Linked DNA regions of Mus musculus: region 1 is linked to region 2. The links are chromatin contacts, called in public promoter capture Hi-C maps. All regions are on one chromosome and are shown on one strand. Each heading gives the region's core, a stretch centred on a gene start, on an enhancer-like site or on the middle of the called end of the contact. The rest is flanking DNA. Distances are from core to core; before and after follow the strand shown.

Region 1 (5,112 bases), core at 1,134-3,633, 2.2 Mb before region 2:
CATCATCTGCCTGTCTCATTTCCAGAAGGTTCTAGAAGTGAGAAGTAGCGTCTGAGCACCTAAGTGCTACCCTGTGGCTTATGTATCACATTGCTGGGGGCAGGCCAGGCTACAGTGGTTATGTGCAGATCAGCGACAGCAGCCTGAGCCCGGTGCTGATGCTAAGTGGTCTTACTCTGACAAGTAGGCTTTGGTTAATGTAAACATTGTATTTCAGTTAAATTATAATTGTATTTATTGTTCTTTGTGTGTGGTACCGGGTATTGGATCCAGGGCATTGTGTATAATTGGGCAAGTGTTATTCTCAGCAAATGGGTATAGGTTGTAAATGTCTATGGTAAAGGGGTCTTCACCTTAAACCGGCTTTATTTTTCCACTGAACTCTGTGCATGCCTTGAGATGTTCACGTTGACTTTGTATGCATCTAAACCCAGTGGGATCCTTCTGTATGTGCACTGCACACGTTAGTTAGCCTCTCATGTCTCTGTTTCGTAGTGGTTTAATACTTTGTACAGCTAGTAAACCATTTCCACTTAGATTACTTCCTACTTTAGTGATGGCTGCAGTGAGTCGTCATGAGTGGTGGTGGAGGTTCATTCTGCAGCCCAGGCTGGCCTTGAACTCTCATCCTCAAGCCGCCATCTCCCAAGTGTGGGCATTATAAGCATGTGCCACCACACCCACCACTTTATGTCATTTTAGAGGTGGCTTCTTGGAACTGTGATAAAATCTGTGTTTATATTTAAGATCATGGTTGATAGGTCCTCTAAAAATCAATTACTATTTTATTACATTGTTACCAAGACTTGACTGTATGTAACTTTTAAATAGTCTCAGTGTATTATGGGAAGGGTTTTATTACAGTTATTCTATTTGACATTTAACATACTATTGTGTTTACTCATTTTTGCATAACCTGTACATATTCACTCATCTTTCTGTATTTCAGTGGTTTCAAAAGTCATTATTACTAACACACGGTGACTTGCTAGTGGTGCCCACCACTGCCAGTGCTCACACTGTATGGCTATTGCTGAGATGAAGGCTATGGCCTCAGCAAGCAACTTGAGGAGGAAAGTGGCCGTTTGGCTTACACTTGCATGTAACTGCTCATCACCCCAGGAAGTCAGGACAGGAGCTCCTGGCCAGGAACTTGGGGGCAGGAGCTGATTCAGAGGCTGTGGAGAGCCCAGGGCCACCAGTCCAGGGATGGCACCACCCATGATGAGCTGGGCCCTCTCCCAGCGATTACTAATTAAGAAAATGCCTTACAAGCTTGCTTACAACCTGTACTTAAGGAGGCATTTTCTCAGTTGAAGCTTCCTCTCCAATAACTCTAGCTTCTGTCAAGTTGACATAAAACTCTCCAGCAGAGTATTCTTAATGATTTTTTTGTTGTTTTGTTAAAGCCATAATGTATAAGATCAAATGTTTTAGAATAATGTCAATATTTTTCTGCTCTCTCCTATCTCCTAACTTTTCTTAAGTTATGGATAGGGAAAGATTCCTTTGGCTTTAGGATTGGAAGGCTTGGGGACATTTCAGAGGGAAAGTGCTTATGGCACAAGCACGAGGAGCTGAGCTCTGGTTCCCAGGCTCCACATGGAGGTGGTGAGGTGGTGGTGTGGCTCCACATGGAGGTGGTGAGGTGGTGTGGACATCTATAAGCCCAGAGGCTGAAGGACAGAGGCAGGGGCTGCGGGTGGGATGGCTCTGTTGTGTCCCAGGGCCATCCATTTTGATCAAAATGGTGAACTTCAGGTTTAATGAGAAATATCTGCCTGTCACTCGGGTACCTACATTGAAGAGTGCACATGTGTGGGCATGCACACACTAGAGAAGTAGGTTACGAACAAACTTTTACACATTCCCAGTTTAAGCTGTTTTACATATTTTCCTGTTGTCTCAAAAGAGGAAATGCACGTGTAAAGTGACAGAAATGGAAAAGCACAGCTTTATTCAGGATAGAAACAGTTGACACGAGTGCTGAGGAAACTTCTGCACAGAAAGCTAACATGTGACTTAAAGACAGGGACCAAAAATTTAAATGCTCATGTGGGCATAGATACATCTTCGATACTCACCTGTTTAAAGAGGCCTGAAGGGTCTTGTGGTAGCTACATTGTTTTCTCTGCATCATGATTTATTTTCTCAGAACTCCTTTCTCCTTGGAGTCTTGTGGAGTGACGGAGTGTCTGTCTGGCTGTTGCTTTTCTAGAGTTACTTACACCAAATCCTCCAGGGAATTGTGTTTTGCCACTCCCGGCGAGTTCTTCACAGAGACTTGAAACCTCAAAATCTATTGATTGATGACAAAGGAACAATCAAACTGGCTGATTTCGGCCTTGCCAGAGCGTTTGGAATACCGATACGAGTGTACACACACGAGGTAAGGAGAGCCCTGAGCGTCCGGTTGCTGCCTCCCTCTGGTCTACCTTAAGCCAAGGTAGAAATACTTGGTTGAAAAATGTTTCTGCTGCCAGGCAGTGGCAGCACACACCAGCACTTGGGGGGACAGAGGCAGGCAGATCTCTTGAGTTTAAGGCCAGCCTAGTCTATAGAGCAAGTCCTGGAACACCCAGGGCTACACAGAGAAACCTTGTCTCAGAAAACCAAACAAAAAGTTCTGTTCTGGTAGTGTTGGCTAACTGCTTTTTTATTGCCACTTCACTCTTGTTTGTGTGGTCTGTGAAAAGGAAGACAGACCCTTTGGCATCTTTGTCAGGGGAGATTGATGGCCTGGGGGGACCTCCAGGAAGGGGCTTATTGTAGTTTTAGGGGTTCTCGTTTCTCTGTGTTGAACTTCCGCAGAGCTGTGCTTCCTCCTGATTGGACCTGCTGTGCTCATTCAGATCAATTAAAAGGCAGGTTTTGCTGTGTGAGGGAGATTATTGTGAAAGATTTAGGAGCCAGCCTACTCTAGCTGGGGGAGGGAGCACTAGGGATTGAACCCCAGTCTTTGGCCCCTGTTGCTTGGGTGTCCTGTCACTGAGCTGTGCCCTTGGCCCTGTCATCAGGCTTTGTCAGTGGATTCCCATGTGGTTGTCTGTTTTATTATTTTCCTCTGCAATGGGGCTTGAACCATGGGCCACACACACACACTCACACACTCTGCTCCTTGTTTTGAGAACGTCTCACTGACTTGCCCTGGTTGGCCCTGAGGTCACTGGCGTAGATAGACTTTGGACCTGGGACTCCTACAGCGGCCTTCCCAGTAGTAGGTCTACAGCACCAGACTAGGTTCCTCTGGTATTTCTGAAAGGGCATTGGCTTGTATAATACAGGAACATTGGCATCTTGGGAGGTGTGAGCCTGGAGTCTACAGTGTCGGTCCCCTGTGTGTCATTTGGATTTTGAGGCAGGGTCTCCTGTAGCCCTGACTGGCCTCATTCTCTGGGTGCTAAGATTACACAGATGTGTGCCCTGCTGGGGCCCTGGTCCTGCTCGTTTTGCCTGATAGGGAAGCTAGCCACCCACTGAGCAGCCTTCTCAGTCCTGTCTTGTTTATTCTTTTTTATTTTTTCACAGTTTATGATATGACTCGTCTTTAATGGCTGTAACTGCTGCTGACCTCATTGCATTGTTCATTGAGGTCATTCACTATTTTGATAAATAAACTGTAGTTCTAAATCACTAATCATTTGAATCCCCTCCTACCGCTTTGGCTTAGATTTCTTTTCATTTTTCTTTTTTTTCTTTTTTTTTGGTTTTTTTGAGACAGGGTTTCTCTGTGTAGCTCTGGCTGTCCTGGAACTCACTTTGTAGACCAGGCTGGCCTCAAACTCTGCCTCCAGAGTGCTGGTATTAAAGTTGTATGCCAGCCAGGTATATGCCACCCAGGTATATGCCAGCCAGGATATGGCTGCTTTGGTCCTTTGACTTTAGAGATCTGAAAAGCAAGAGGTCTATGGTACTTACCCACTAATGAGCAGAAATCAGAAATAAAATAGGTTCAACTTAGTAATTTGCATATAGCTAATTGTCTGAAGTTCTTGGTGACACCTGCACAGCTTCCTAAAAGACAACCGTGTGTGGTCTGTCCTGTGCCAGGTAGTGACGCTGTGGTACCGATCTCCAGAAGTGTTGCTGGGCTCGGCTCGTTACTCCACTCCGGTTGACATCTGGAGTATAGGGACCATATTTGCAGAACTGGCCACCAAGAAGCCGCTTTTCCACGGCGACTCAGAGATTGACCAGCTCTTCAGGATCTTCAGGTAATTGTGTTTTATACCTAAGCTGTTAAAAGCCTGTATGGTTAAAATAATAAAGGCACCGTGTATGTGATAGGACTTTTGCTTCCTTTCAGAGCTCTGGGCACTCCTAACAACGAAGTGTGGCCAGAAGTCGAGTCCCTGCAGGACTACAAGAACACCTTTCCCAAGTGGAAGCCGGGGAGCCTCGCATCCCACGTCAAGAACCTGGACGAGAACGGCTTGGATTTGCTCTCAGTAAGTGAGCTGTTCTTTATGGTTCGAGCGTGGTGCCCTTGGGTGTCAGTAGTGACAGGTAAGGGTGACTGGATGTACTCAGTCCTGGACTTGTCAGCACGAAGACACAGCAGCTGAGTCGGATGCCCGGTAATCCTGTAGTGACAGCGAGCTGCCTTTGAGGTGTGAAGTGCCTGGTGGTCTGAGGAGCCTCTGGTGTTGGACTTTGTCATTTACTTCTCATCCGGTAGGAGAGGCTGGACTCACACACCTTCTTGCTTGAGAGTATGTTGATGAGTTACAATGACTCACTCCTCTCTGTTTGCTACTGAGCCCTCAGTTCATCGGTTTACACTGTTGACTGCTTAGGATACTGAGCTGTTCAGGCTTTTGACAGCATAACTCCATTGCTCAGGTCTGGCCTTGTTTCCTCAGAAAAGCTAGCAAAGACTAATTAATTCTGATTTTCTTCAGTTGTCTTGGTGCACAATATTAGCAATGCAAAGAACAAAATTACTGTTCAGGATTAATAAAGGTCTCCTTTAGGAAATTTGCTGTAGGTAGAGCAGGGTTTAAAATCTGAGTTTGTAGAAGGAATCAAGTAGACGATTCAGTTGGTCTTTCCGCTCCCTTGCAATCTATAAACGATGCCACCAAATGGGGCTCAGATTTGTCCAGACCCCTA
Region 2 (5,304 bases), core at 1,503-4,002:
GCATCAAGGTGGTCTTCACATTTCTAGCTGCAAGCCCCATGAGCCCTAAACTGCATAAGGAAACAGGCCAACCGCCCATCAACAAATGTACAGGGTCCCGCTAACTAGTGTCCTGCCAACCCTGCTGCCAGCACCTAGCGGCGAGATCTTGGGCAGTAATCATCTTGTATAGCTGCAAATAACTGTATTTCCTCTGCTCTTGGCCCACGGCAATCAGCTCCAGTCCCAACCCTAAACTTAAGTCAAACGTATAAGTAAAACTTATTGAAGACCAAGGAGAACAAGGTAGTTATTGATGAAAACTCGCAGCCTTCATATCAAATGAAAACACATTTTTAACCCCCCAACCACAAAAGTATAACGGAAAAATAAATTAAAAAAAAAAAAAAAAAAGACCAACCTGAATGAAATCTTCTAGATTTCATCTGTACCTGGAGTTACGGGTGGTTGTGGGCTACCATGCACGTGTTAGGATACAACCCTGAGTCCTCTGCAGGAGCAGTGAGTGCTCTTCATCACTGAGCCATCTCTCCCAGACCCCCTTATTTCCTTCTAAATAACACTAAATCTAAGGCCCTGTACAAACTTAAGTAATTTTCCTACAGATGGGACCACTTTTCCATCAAATTTCCACTCACCAACAAAATCGCCTGGTAACGCGCTTTCCGTTGTTAGAGCAGGAGGAAGAGGGGAAGAAAGGCAACAGAGAAAGAAGCACACCGGTTCAGTGCACATGCTGCTGTCATACTGTGTGCACAGGGAATGCGGCAGCATGCATTCCAGTCAAGGGACAGTTTCTAGTTGATTCTCTTCTCACCATGGGTTCCCAGATTACAGCTCAGGTCACTTGGACAGCCAACACTGACCTCACCTCACCAGCCCAAGTCCAGCGAGATGGCTTACAGGGTAAAGGTCTTTAGCTGACAACCTGACTGTCAAGTCTGACAACCTGAGTTTGAACCCGGAATGCAAATGGTGGGAAGAGGAGGGCTTCTGAGTCGTCCTCTGATATACATACACATGCACAGAAATCAAATAGAAAAAAAAAAATGAAATAAAGTTAGTAAAAAGTCCATATACCCATGTCAGGTACCCCCAAAACCCCAGCAGCTCCTTACTGCAGAGCAGTAATGCACTGAGTACTGAAGGAGGCCTATTGCCATCGCCCTATGCGCAGGGAAAGCACAGCGGTGTCTTTTACTTAACATAGGATATAAGTGTTCACAACCTTCCAGTCCTCAGCTCCCCCTCCACCCGCCACCGCCACTGTAAAACAGTCTTTGCTAAACTTTCTTTCTTTCTTCCTTTCTTCCTTTCTTTCTTTCTTTCTTTCTTTCTTTCTTTCTTTGCTGTTTGTTTTTTGGCATTCACGGAAACAGACACAAATTTTGGAAGTAAAAACATCAAAGTCTGGGCTGCGTGTGCAGCTCAATGGTACTGGCAGTGGCTGGAGATGAAGCCTCACAATACCATAGGCTACCACGAGCTATCACAGGCTACCAAGAGCTACCATCACAGTGGCCTAGGGAGCTGTTTTCAAAGACTTCTACTCAAGTGAGGATGGGATTCCTGACTTTACCGCAGGAAAGAATTTCAGAATGAAACCAAGCGAGGCAGATGTTTTTCAAAAGGAGAATTAATGCCAATTTACGTATAAAGTTAATAGAGAGGAGCATGGAAGAAAGCTAAGTGACAAGCCTGGGGTGGATATGAGTGTCTTCCCTCTGAGAATCAAGCAAGTCACATTTAGATGTCGTAGCAGTGGCCGTCTATAGGATTTGGTGACATCTTGAAGTGCTGTCAGGAAACATTTCACCATTTCCGGCCAATGAGATTCTGAGATGGTGCTGGAGGGGCTGTGGTAGGAATATAGGCAGATAGCACAAGCCCAGGTCACGAGCCGGGTCACAAGTGCAGCACAAGGTGCCCTTACTGTAAACAGAGAGTTTTTAATTCCTAGAAGACTGTAGGTTTACAGCTGAGAAAGGAGAGTGGGTCATAAAGGCTTTGGCCTGAAGCACAGCTCATGGCTATCTTAACATCCTTATTTGAAAAGTCTTTATATAAAAGAAAGTCTGTACAACAACCTCCATAGCAAATGCTGATCAGTGAGCTGGAATTCTCAGCTGCAGAGACTTCAAACTCCGGAGAAAGGGGGTTTCTTCCCCTTCTCCTCTCACCCCCTCTTTCTCTCGTACCTCCATTGAGCCCTTGACTAGCATGTGCAAGGCCCTGAGTTTGATCCCATGCACTGCGTTAAGTAAAATAAAAATTTAAATTGGGGTTCAGGTCCAAATTCTGCGAGATCATTCAGAGAACGAGACAACCATTGCTTCTTACGGACCATGCATCGGGCAATATGCCAAGAGCTAAAAGGCATTATTATCTAGAGAGAGCTCAAATCACTCACCGTGAAGTAGCGCCATCACATGCACTTTGCAAATGGTACTGGGTCTGAAGAGCCCAGCAAACAAACCCAGCTCCTGGAGGATGGCGCCCTGAGGACAGAGGGCCTGGGAAATGAATGGGCCTTGGGCAGCCAGGTTCCAAGAGCTCACACCCACCGTTAATCCTTCAGAAATCTACAGGAGATAATAGCCACTTAGCTGTCTTAGGGCAGTAACTAGAACAAGGTTCTGTTCCGGCTTGGGGCTTTTAGTTCAACTTAGGTCAATTCGGTATAGACAGCAAACTGTACTCTCACTGCAATCTTTACTTTAAAAAAAAAAAAAAGGGAAATCATTAATGATTAAAGGTCTTTGACAAAAGGCACGGTTGTACTGCAGGGCTGGGAGCAGGAGAGCAATCAGGAGACCCTTTCTGTGAAGCCTGGGAGACAGCGGACAGATGAGCTAGGTGATCTGCAGAGATTTGTCAGCACAGCACTGCTCCACACCAAAGTCTTCTTCACCCACCCTAAGCCCTGTCCAATCCCTCTGCCACCCTCCTCATCCCACACCCCGGCTGCAGGCGAGCTGCATGAAGACAGCACAAGGTGACCCATGTTTGTTTGTTCTTTGTTGCAAACCCTGAGTGTTCGGTTGGCTCCCACCTTGACTCTAATTCTTCTGGCTGTTAACCAACCTGCTCTCTGACAAGCAGGCAATCTTCTCAGCAGCTCCTGGAACTACCTGGTCTCCAGCAGAGCCTTCTCTGAAATCCAGATCATTCTGAAATGGATTCAAGAGGTATCGGTGCTCTATGTCCTGTTCCCCCAGCCTGCCTCCTCAGTAAGTCCCACTTGAACTGCTAAAAGCCACACTCTGCCAAGACATTAGACTGGTTGGTCCATGACCGCTGATTTGGGTTCTATTCAGCACTTTTTGCTTGATTTGATAAATTGTGCCCTGAGGGCAAACGCCATGGGATCATGAACAGCCTGCTTCTGCGCCTTCTCTGGTATAAATAGCCATTCAAAATCCTAAGGCTGGGTGTGTACAGGCACTGAGACCAAAACAGTGAAACAGGACAGACAACATTCCTGAAGTAACAACCTACAGCATAATTGGAGGAAGAGGAGACAATAAGAACAGAAGCTTACAATGGAGTAAGGTAATCCATTCGAGGCTAGGTGAGATTGGGTAATTGGTGACAGAGATGCCTTGGAATCTGGACCACACTAAGAAGACAGTCTGAGGAGCAGTGTTTAGTCAGAGTCTCCAGCTGAACTTGCCAGGTGCTCGTCTTGAAACAGGGAACAGCGAAGGCCCCAGGGAAGGAAGTACAATGCTAGGTTCACAGGATCAGGAAGAGGGCAGAGAGATAGTAACCCATCAATTTTGGAAACACAAGGAGATCAGTGCACACGGGGTTCTGTGAGCCAAGATAGAATCTAACCAGAGCCTGGGGAAGCCACAGGTCATGGAAGAGGGTAAGCGGCAGGACCCTCTCACGTATGTACCGGAAAGCCCACTCTGCTTGCTGTGCCAGGCAACCAGGAGGCTGTGGACGAGAAGACCAGCTGATTAAGAAACGTAGAATTAATGACAGAGAGCAAGAGAAATGAGGTCACATCACGATACACAATTTCCTTTTTTCCATCCATGGTTTCTGGCCCCCAAGGCAGGGCCACAGAGACTCTAATCTTTCCCACCCTTTCTGCCTTAAGCTGCTCACACCGCTCCCCCCTGTGCCCACCCCCTGCTGACAGTGGGTTGTAGCATCTCCTCGATACAGAGGCCCTACCCATACCGGCTAAAAAGAAATACTGACAGACAGCCAAGAAAGTTAAAGCAGACAGTCTCTGGAGCAGGGTCTTCTCCCAGACTACAGCCAGGGAACTACCTCTATCTTTATGCATCTTGACATGGCTGTCCACACTTCAAACATTACAATGCAAGGACGTCTTAAGAGCGGACAGCACTGGGGAGTCTCTAAATAATAGACTCAGCTGGCACAGAAGGGCATGGTGCCCTTTCCCATACTTTACCTTAGGCCTTTTTCTATCCTTTAGGTTTTTTGGGTTTGGGGGGGGGTGTTTTTGTTTTTTTTTTGTTTTTAGAGATAGGGTTTCTCTGTGTAGCCCTGGCTGTCCTGGAACTCACTCTGTAGACCACGCTGGTCTTGAACTCAGAAATCCACCTGCCTCTGACTCCCAAGTGCTGGGATTAAAGGCGTGCCCCACCACTGCCCGGCTGGCCTTTTTCTCTTTGCAAGCAACTGATAACACTGAGATTCTGAGCTGCCAGGGGTATCTACTGAGCACGGGAAGAACCTGGCAGGGGCTGACGCAACACAAGTCAGCTGGGGCGGGGAGAGAGTAGTGAAAAAGAAAAGGGCACGGAGAAGAGACGCAAGTAGCTGAATGGGTCTCACAACCTGACAGACAGGGTGAAGGGGACGTCTACACACCCAGCCTGCGACCTGTGCTGGTAAACATCCAGCCTGTGACCTGTGCAATCTGACAGTGCCAACTGGACTAGCAGACTCCTGGCTAGTGCCTGCTGTAGAACCGACTGCTGCTAGCCCTTCTGTGTCTGGCCCCCCCCCCCCCCCGGCCCCGCACACTACAGCTCTTTTTACCTGTTCTATTTTCCCCCGTAGGAGACCCAGGCTCACCTTTTTGGAGCAGCTGAGGTTTGTTCCTTCAAAAAGAACAGTTTCTCCCTTCCTTTTTAATTTCCTCAAATCAGTATATGTGGCATACTACCCTGGCAGTCGTCACTAGCTGCCCATATGCTCCTTCCTTTTTCTATAGTTGAGAGTATGTGCCTCCCAAATTCCATGGTCTCTCTGTTGCCAAGGCTGCCTGGGTTATGTGCGATGGACTGTTACACATCTCTATGACCGTGTACACCTACCAAG

Evidence for each region. Capture Hi-C pulls out chosen DNA fragments and counts their contacts.
Region 1: a contact with region 2 is called in a promoter capture Hi-C map of liver, with 2.8 times the contacts expected there. The contact joins two enhancer-like sites. A contact is called at or near these places in 1 of 39 promoter capture datasets (pre-B cells) and 1 of 9 other capture datasets (liver).

What each region holds. Positions count from the first base shown.
Region 1 is chr10:69,339,817-69,344,928 of GRCm38.p6, reverse strand. It overlaps Cdk1 (cyclin-dependent kinase 1), which reads left to right. Exons shown (of 8, transcript NM_007659.4): 5 at 2,219-2,389; 6 at 4,051-4,214; 7 at 4,307-4,448. Among named protein-coding and RNA genes, the nearest start is that of Cdk1, 11 kb to the left of the region's middle. Within about 2 kb of position 2,383, at least 18 of the 459 cell types and tissues checked have an H3K27ac peak or open chromatin away from gene starts, as enhancers often do. A contact at or near this core is called in liver, where this site is marked.
Region 2 is chr10:67,105,414-67,110,717 of GRCm38.p6, reverse strand. It overlaps a transcript of Jmjd1c not described here. Among named protein-coding and RNA genes, the nearest start is that of Reep3, 11 kb to the right of the region's middle. Within about 2 kb of position 2,752, at least 51 of the 459 cell types and tissues checked have an H3K27ac peak or open chromatin away from gene starts, as enhancers often do. A contact at or near this core is called in liver, where this site is marked.